Regions from separate parts of the Mus musculus genome. Here all the other regions are linked to region 1. The links are chromatin contacts, called in public HiChIP or PLAC-seq and promoter capture Hi-C maps. All regions are on one chromosome and are shown on one strand. Each heading gives the region's core, a stretch centred on a gene start, on an enhancer-like site or on the middle of the called end of the contact. The rest is flanking DNA. Distances are from core to core; before and after follow the strand shown.

Region 1 (2,596 bases), core at 31-2,530:
GCCTGAGCATAGATATGTACTCATGTTCATGCAGGTGCCTGGAAAAGCAAGAGGAGGGCATCAGATGCCCCGGCCCTGGAATTACAGGTGGTTATGAGCTATCCAACTTGAGTGCCAGAAATCAAACCAAGAGCACACAAGCTGAAAGTGCCCGTAACCACTGACTCGCCTCTCTAGCTCCCCACCTCCCCCTTTAAAAGAAACTTTTTAAAGGTTTATTGATTTAATGTGTACGAACGTTTTGCCTGTGTGTATGTATGTGCACCATGTGCCCCTTGGAGGTTGAAAGAAAGTCCTGGATCCCCAAGAACTGGAGAAGGGAGAGTTCTGAACAGCCACATAGATGCTGAGAACTGAATCTAGGTCCTCTGCAAGAACAGCAGATGCTCTTAACTGCTGAGTCTTCTCTCTGAGCCCCACTCCCTTTTAAAATGTAACCTAGGCTGACGCTGAACTTTGCAGGTAGGTCTGGCCTGGAGTTTCTAATACTCCTGCTACTATCCTTGAGTGGCAGAGGCATCAAACGTGGTTTCTCTCAAGACTCCGAAGCCAAATTTGGTGCTCAGTGGGCCTTCTTTGGAGCATGTATAGTCATAATTTTTAAATTATAGGAAGGGCATGGGGGTGTAGCTCCGTGGTAGAGTGCTTACCTAGTTTGTGTGAGGCTATGGGTTTGTTCCCCCAGCATTGACAACATCGCCTCATTTGTTCACTATTTTATCGACAGTTCCAGGTATATCAAGGCAATAGTTAAAAACATTTGCTAAAGAAGGGAGGATGGTGTCAAAGCCATAAACTTCCTCCACTAACCACACAATCCTAGGAAGGGTTTCAAGTTCCTTGTTCTCAGTTAAACACTGCCGTTTCCTTACCTGGAAAACAACGTAATTTAGGAGAGTCGGTATGGCTTTTATGAAAGTATGACTTCCTACTGAAGCTGGAGAGACATCACCTTTACAACTCTTTTTTTTTTTTTTTTTTTTTTTTTTTTGTGGTGGCACACGGCTTTAATCCTAGCATTCCGGAAGAAGAGGCAGGCGGATCTCTTGAATTCCAGGACTGCATAGTAAACTCTATATCAAAAAAGAAAACTCTTTGTTAATCTAAATATGCTAATTCATCAGACAAGCAAATAACTTAATCTTAAACGACGTAACCACTCTTAAATTCTTTTAGATAACCAAGAAAAGGTGGGGCTTGCCGTCACTATTTTGATAGGTCAGAGGGCGGAGCTTAACTCAGAACGTAAATTCCTGAGCCTAAACACGCGAGGGGACCCATTTACGGCCGGACCAAGATGGCGGCTACCAGTGAGGGGCCGCTGTTTGCTGCGAGTATTGAAAAGACTTGGGGTTCAGTCGTTCGTTCCCCTGAAGGGACACCCCAGAAAGTTCGGGAGCTGATAGATGAAGGAATTGTCCCGGAAGAGGGAGGCACAGAACCGTGAGTCATCTAGGCTGTGAGCGCTGGAGTGGCTTGGGGAGCAACCGCTTGGAGCAGGGGGCGGGGGACGCAACGGGTCCCTTCATCCGTGACTTGGTGGGCGAGGTAGAATTCTTCCTGAGCTCTGAAGAAGGCTGGCCTTCTCTGTTGCTCGGCTTCGGTAGCTTCTGGATGTACCTGATTCCGTATCACCAGCGAAATTTTGTAATAAACCTTTTTTTTTTTTTTTTTAAATTTATTTATTTTACATATGAGAATAGCATTGTCACTGTCTTCAGACACACCAGAAGAGGGCATTGAACCCAATTATAGATGGCTGTGAGCCACCATGTGGTTGCTGGGAATTGAACTCAGGACCTCTGGAAGAGCAGTCAGTGCTCTTAACCACTGAGCCATCTCTCCAGCCCTTTTTTTTTTTTTGAGAGAGAGAGAGAGAGGACGGTCTTAAAGGTATAGAGCAAATTACACGGGATTGTAAATGAAGCAATCACACAGTAAATAGTTAGCAAGATAGTAAAATGAAATTATGTGATAACATGTCGTTTCCCTCCTTCACTCCTTCCTTCCTTAATTAAATAGTTTATACTGGGCTGGGAATTAGATAGCTTAGCGTGCACTCAGCTCAAGATTTGATTTCTAGCACTTTATTAAACTGGTAGTGGTATCATACAACATTTATTTATTTATTTATTTATTCTTGGTTTTTCAAGACAGGGTTTCTCTGTGTAGCCCTGGCTGTCCTGGAACTCACTCTGTAGACCAGGCTGGCCTGGAACTCAGAAATCCACCTGCCTCTGCCTCCCAAGTGCTGAGATTTCAGGCATGCGCCACCATTGCCCGGCATCATACAACTCTTTTAAGTTCTTGGAACTCTCCGTGCCAGGCTAATTTGAGGCCCTGTGACCCGAGAGAGGTGTAGAGAAGAGGGAGAGGAGAAAAAGAGAGTTAATATCTAGTAGCATGTCTACAAACAATCATAATTTTGAATTAGTAATACCATGAATACTATTTCAAAATATAGTCAGCCTTAATGTGAATAAATTTTTTTCTCTTGGTGACAAATTCACAAATATTTTTCTTTCTTTCTCTTTCTTTTAAATGTATTCATTTGTTTTATGTATGTGAGTACACTGTAGCTGTCTTCGGACAAACC
Region 2 (2,596 bases), core at 42-2,541, 470 kb before region 1:
CTATTAGATATGATATCCATGGTTAGAATTTTGTCCTGCGGGTAAATAGCTTTTGTTAAACAGCAAAACATCTTTACTTTAACAACTTAACATCTCTAGAACTTAGTTTCCTTAACTGTGAAGTAATTTATCTGTCAGAATTATTGTAATAATTTAAGTCATATGCAAGAACAGTAAAGTGGATAAATTACTAAAGAACAAAAGTATTTTAATTTTACATACAAACCTTTTGTAACCACCTAAACACCAAGTTGATAGTTTTATGTGGCAGTGATTGTTCAAACATCTGGTTACACAAGCATCTGGCTACAGATACGTCAGCGTAAATACATACTTCACACTCTTCCCATATTTATTACCCTTGTGTTCTATGATAGACACAGCACACATAAATACTTACCCTAAATAAGGAATCCATGGCAACCAAAGTACAGATACCACCAAAGTTCCAACTTGGTGAACAAGTGAGTTTTATAGGACTGTGGGTGGGAGGTTATTTACAGGAGAAGAAATGACTCAAGGCAGCATCCTTAGGCCCACCTCAGCATGGGCGACAACTCACAAAAGCTGGAAACGTAGCATACAGCACAGGCTGTAGGAAGCTCAGCAGGTTGGAAAGTGTCCTTTTCATGTGACTCTGGTCTAAATCTCTTCTAGACAGCTCTGCTGGCTTCTGCTGCTTTCAGGCAGCTGGTTGGTCTCAGAGTCTTTTTAGTAGCTTTTTCCTCTGAGAGTCTTCTCTATAGCTCAGATTGTTTGAGTCTTGGCATCTCTGTTCCTGTTACTTAATTTGGGACAGAAGGGGCCTAGAGAATCTGGTCAGTTTTAGGAACTTCCTAGAGCTATTTCGAGTTATTTTCCTTTCTTCTTAAGGAGCTTCCCTGCAGGATGGATTGCTTCTATATTGGAGGAGATTGTTGCACAACATTCCATCTCTTCCTTTGTCTCTTACATACTTCCCATCCCCTCTTCTACAATCATCTCTGAACCTTGGAGACAGTGTCTTTGTTAGGCTTTCTATTGCTGTGAAGAGACACCGTGACCAGGGCAACTTTTATAAAGGAAGATATTTAATTTAGGGCTGGTTTACAGCTCAGAGGTTTAGTCCAATATCGTCACGGTGAGAAACATGGCGGCATGCACACAGACATGGTACTGGAAAAGAAACCGAGAGTGCTACATCTTGATCCACAGGCAGCAGAAGTGAAAGTGACACTAGGCCTAGTTTGAACAACTGAGACCTCAAAGCCCACACTTCCTCTAACAAGGCCACACTTCCTAATCTTGCCACCCCCTATAGGCCAAGCATTCAAACATATGAGTGTGTGGGGCCACTCCTATTCAGACCATCACAGGGTGACTATATAGTTCTACTGTGACTGAGAAATAGGCCGCTGTGCCACAGTTACTTGTTCTCAGGAGCTTCGTCAGCGGTTATGTTGAGGCTGACAACAGCAGTGATCTGTGGGCATAAATACACATTTAGAAGGCAGTGTGATGGGCATATCACATCCATCATAAAAAAAAAAAAAATTCCTCATCGGGACCTGTGACCTCAGTAGTCACAGGTTTCTGTCTTGGCTTATGTATCAGATGTGAACTCCCTCTTCTGAAGTGGGCCTTAAATCAGTTGGAGGGCTGTTCTAACCCACAGTAGCCAAGCCACTATTGTACAAGTAGGCACATCCTGCCCAGCATATGGTATTTCAACTCCTAGGGTCTATAGCTAGAAATGAAAAATTATTTTAGTAAGTTCATTACTATTAATTACTAGGAAAAGAGATTAGAGAACTTGATGATAGCTCAGTGAAAATTACCTAAACTGAAATATAGGAAGAAAAATAAAGGGAAAAATGAATAGAAAACTTGAAGCCTAGGGAAACACATCATAGTCTAATGTATCTGTAGTGTGACTCAGAAAGAGAGAAAAGGAAATGGGACAAAGTATTTGAAGAGATCAAAGGTCAGCTGCTGATACCAGGAGGCTAGTGAGCTCCGGTGAATGAGAAGTGTGAAGCACATGTACACTAGCCTTGTGTGTCATGTCGCTAAAGCCAGAAAGAAAGGAACCACAGAATGCACAGCATACTAGAGTCAAGGAGATAGAAGGAAGAATAGCAGTTGCTGTGATGAGTGGGTCATTATCATTGTCAGCTTAACTGGATATAGAGTTACCTAGGAGACACACCTCTGGATATGTCTGTGCGGTTGTTTCTAAAGAAGATCTAGCCTGAATGTGGGCTCAGGTTCCCAGTTGGAAAGAAAGGTAAGAAGGAGAATGTGACCATTGATCCTTCTCTGCTTTCTGACTTGGGAGAGAAGGTCACAGCTGCCTGATACTCCTGCTGCCACAGCTGAGGCCATTTTCACTCTTGTGCTCAAACTGTGAGCCAGAGTGAAGCCGTCTTTGTTTTTGTTTTTTGATTTTTTTGTCATAAGAAGTAGGCAATAAGAAAAACAACTAATAGAGAAAACTGATTCCAAAATGTGCCGCTGTTGCTAGGACCATCTGGCCATGTATTCTAGGTTCTTTGGAACTGTTGCTTGTTTGAGGCAGGGTCTTCCTTTATAGTCCTGGTTGTCTTAAAACTCTGTA
Region 3 (2,596 bases), core at 71-2,570, 280 kb after region 1:
TTGATTTATTTTCTGTGGCCATGTGTGTTGGTTTTCACTTTCTACCATATGGGCCTGAGGTAGTGGGCTTCAGTTGTGGGAGGCTTGGAGGCAAGTGCCCCACGTGCTTGCTGCCCCTACACCATATCCCAATCTGCCTGATTTTTAAAAAAGGTGTGTGTGTGTGTGTGTATGAGAGACAGACAGACAGACAGACAGACACACATGGGGGGTGGGGAAGGGAGTGTTTCTGGGTATTTAAACTTAGGTCCTCATAATTGTGTGACAAGCCCTTTATACACCAAGGCATCTCCCCAGCCAGGTGGAGGCCACAGAGGAAGATGACTGTCTGTCTGTCCCTTCTGGTGACACTGCAGCTTAAACCTAGTGTCTGGTATGTGTTAGGCAAGCACTCTACCACCGAGCTATATATATCCCCATCCCCTCTAACTGATATTTGGTAAATCATGGCATAGCATGGCATGGCACATTCACACTCTGAAAACCCTCAGATAGTAAGAATGCCTGCTGGATATGGTAGCAAATATCTAAAATCCTAGCACTTGGAAGTCAGAGACGGGAGGATCAGGAGTTCAGCACCAGCCTGCCTGAGTTATAAGATAATGTAAGGAAGCCTGCTTTGCATGGAGAGGCATCTTGAAAAAAAAAAAAAAATATATATATATATATATATATATATATATATATATATATATATATATATATATATATATCAGTGGGTAACACAAAATCTGAGGGGTTAATACTACAGGTATTTGAGTTTCAGCCACAAAATTCAGATTTAGCTGGCCTCAAGTATGAACCATATACCTAGATTCTAAATTCCCCAGGTAAGTTAGTGTGAAGCCACCCGAAGACCACCAGACTTACACTTTAATCCAGCTCCCCCTTTCTCTCCTTTAAAGTCAACATAAAATCTACTACCTTAACACACAAAATTCGGGGACACTTACTGCACTCACTAAGTCGTTTGACATCACCACTATTTCCAGAATCATTTTATTGCAAACAGAAATTCTGTTAAAACCTTAACTCCCATTTGGACTCCCCCAGTCCCTGGTAACCTTTCCGCTACTTTTTATCAGTATGGTTTTACCCATTAGAGACTGCCCCATTTCCCTTTATTACACTTGGCATGTGTTTACTACTGTTAGTATAGGAAAAACCACAGCCATGATTTATCAAAACAAAACAAAACCCTTGAAAAACCCTGACAGCAGACGCAATGTTTTCTAAGGAAAATGAATCAAATGCTGTGACTAACCCTTCCTGACGAAGCATCTGCTGTGTGGACTATTTTAGAAGGCTTTCCTGAAACTAGTGAATTACTGCCCAGTTGCATCATTGCTCCAGGGACAAAGATGGCCCCAGTGAGAATACAGAGGAGGGCAGCAATTTCAAGGATGCAGGGAGAAAAACCACCCAAAAGAGAGGTAGAGTGAACCAGTTATCCTGGGCAGGCTTTTTAGAGATGATTCTGGAATTCCTTCCATAATAAGAGTCTTTACCATATCCTTTCAAATACAGCTCTTTCCAAAACGTACAACTTCTCCAGAATATGGAAGTCCTATCCTACTCAATTGTGGCAATGAGAACTAATTAGTTGGTTGGTTTGAAACTCACTATGGAGACCAGACTGTGCTCAAATGTAGAGATCCACCTGCCCTGCTCCTACCTCCCAAATGCTGTAGTAAAGGCTGTGAGGCTTCTCCTCCAAGGAGACTGTTTTTAATATGTGGAAAGTCTTCAGGAAAGAATGGTTTCTGGCTCCAGGTGCCCCTGAGAACTAGCAGCAGGGGTTGGCATCACTGAACTGTGCCCTGTGCCCCCAACTCCACATCTACCGATCATACTGGGCACCTGAGAAGCACACTTGATCCAGCATACCTAGAAAAACTTGCTAACACGACCTGCCAATTTTCTGAAAAACAAGGCATTCACAGTTGTATACACTTATAGTCTCTACTACCTGGGAAGTTGCGGCAGGAGAACTGCTTGAGCTCAAAAGTTCAAGACCTTCTGAGTATGGTGGCACACACCTTTAATTCTACCACCTGGGATGCAGAGGCAGGTTTGTGTGTTAACGCCAGCCTGATCACACAGTGAGTCTAGGATAACCTGAGCTACATAGTGAGTCTCAGTTTCAAGGGCAAAAAAAAAAAAAGTTCAAGTCAACTCTTGGCAACATAGACCCCAACTCACCCCCCCAAAATGGATTATTCTGCTAATCCTTATTTTAACCTTCTCAAATTTTTATGTAAGAGTGGTTTAAAAAGAGAATTCTTTTTTTCCTCATCTTCCCCCCCCCCGCCCCATGTGTGTGTGTGTGTGTGTGTGTGTGTGTGTGTGAGAGAGAGAGAGAGAGAGAGAGAGAGAGAGGAGTGAGATGCTTTTCATGACAAGGTCTCATACTGCCAGACTGTCCTCAAACTTGTTTTGCAGCTGAGGCTGGCCTTGAGCTTGAACTTCTGGCCCTCCTGCCTTCACTTCACCTCCTAAGCACCGAGGTTACAGATGTTCACCATTGCCCTTGGCCAAGAATTATACATTCAAAACAAAGCAAAAAGAAAAACCCAAAGAACAACAGCAAAGCCCT

Evidence for each region. Promoter capture Hi-C pulls out the DNA fragments that hold promoters and counts their contacts. HiChIP or PLAC-seq counts read pairs in DNA pulled down with a chosen protein or histone mark.
Region 2: a contact with region 1 is called in an H3K4me3 HiChIP or PLAC-seq map of bone marrow-derived macrophages, with 4 times the contacts expected there. The contact joins the enhancer-like site here to the promoter of Zc3hc1 in region 1. A contact is called at or near these places in 1 of 39 promoter capture datasets (hippocampal neurons) and 3 of 115 datasets of contacts at active chromatin or transcription factors (bone marrow-derived macrophages, embryonic basal ganglia and embryonic limb bud).
Region 3: a promoter capture Hi-C map of 3T3-L1-derived adipocytes shows a contact between it and region 1, with 2.9 times the contacts expected there. The contact joins the enhancer-like site here to the promoter of Zc3hc1 in region 1. A contact is called at or near these places in 10 of 39 promoter capture datasets (the 3T3-L1 cell line, 3T3-L1-derived adipocytes, the HPC-7 cell line and 5 more), 12 of 484 Hi-C or Micro-C datasets (the 3T3-L1 cell line, the AML12 cell line, the C10 cell line and 5 more), 1 of 115 datasets of contacts at active chromatin or transcription factors (embryonic stem cells) and 3 of 9 other capture datasets (adipose tissue, embryonic stem cells and liver).

The regions. Positions count from the first base shown.
Region 1 is chr6:30,389,704-30,392,299 of GRCm38.p6, reverse strand. Zc3hc1 (zinc finger, C3HC type 1) reads left to right here and starts at 1,280. Exons shown (of 10, transcript NM_001311086.1): 1 at 1,280-1,443. The coding sequence starts at 1,298.
Region 2 is chr6:30,854,801-30,857,396 of GRCm38.p6, reverse strand. The region is part of intron 9 of Copg2 (coatomer protein complex, subunit gamma 2); the gene reads left to right. Among named protein-coding and RNA genes, the nearest start is that of Gm38781, 30 kb to the left of the region's middle. Within about 2 kb of position 1,291, at least 25 of the 459 cell types and tissues checked have an H3K27ac peak or open chromatin away from gene starts, as enhancers often do. A contact at or near this core is called in bone marrow-derived macrophages, where this site is marked.
Region 3 is chr6:30,106,370-30,108,965 of GRCm38.p6, reverse strand. All of the region lies in intron 6 of Nrf1 (nuclear respiratory factor 1), which reads right to left. Among named protein-coding and RNA genes, the nearest start is that of Mir182, 58 kb to the left of the region's middle. Within about 2 kb of position 1,320, at least 29 of the 459 cell types and tissues checked have an H3K27ac peak or open chromatin away from gene starts, as enhancers often do. A contact at or near this core is called in 3T3-L1-derived adipocytes and bone marrow-derived macrophages, where this site is marked.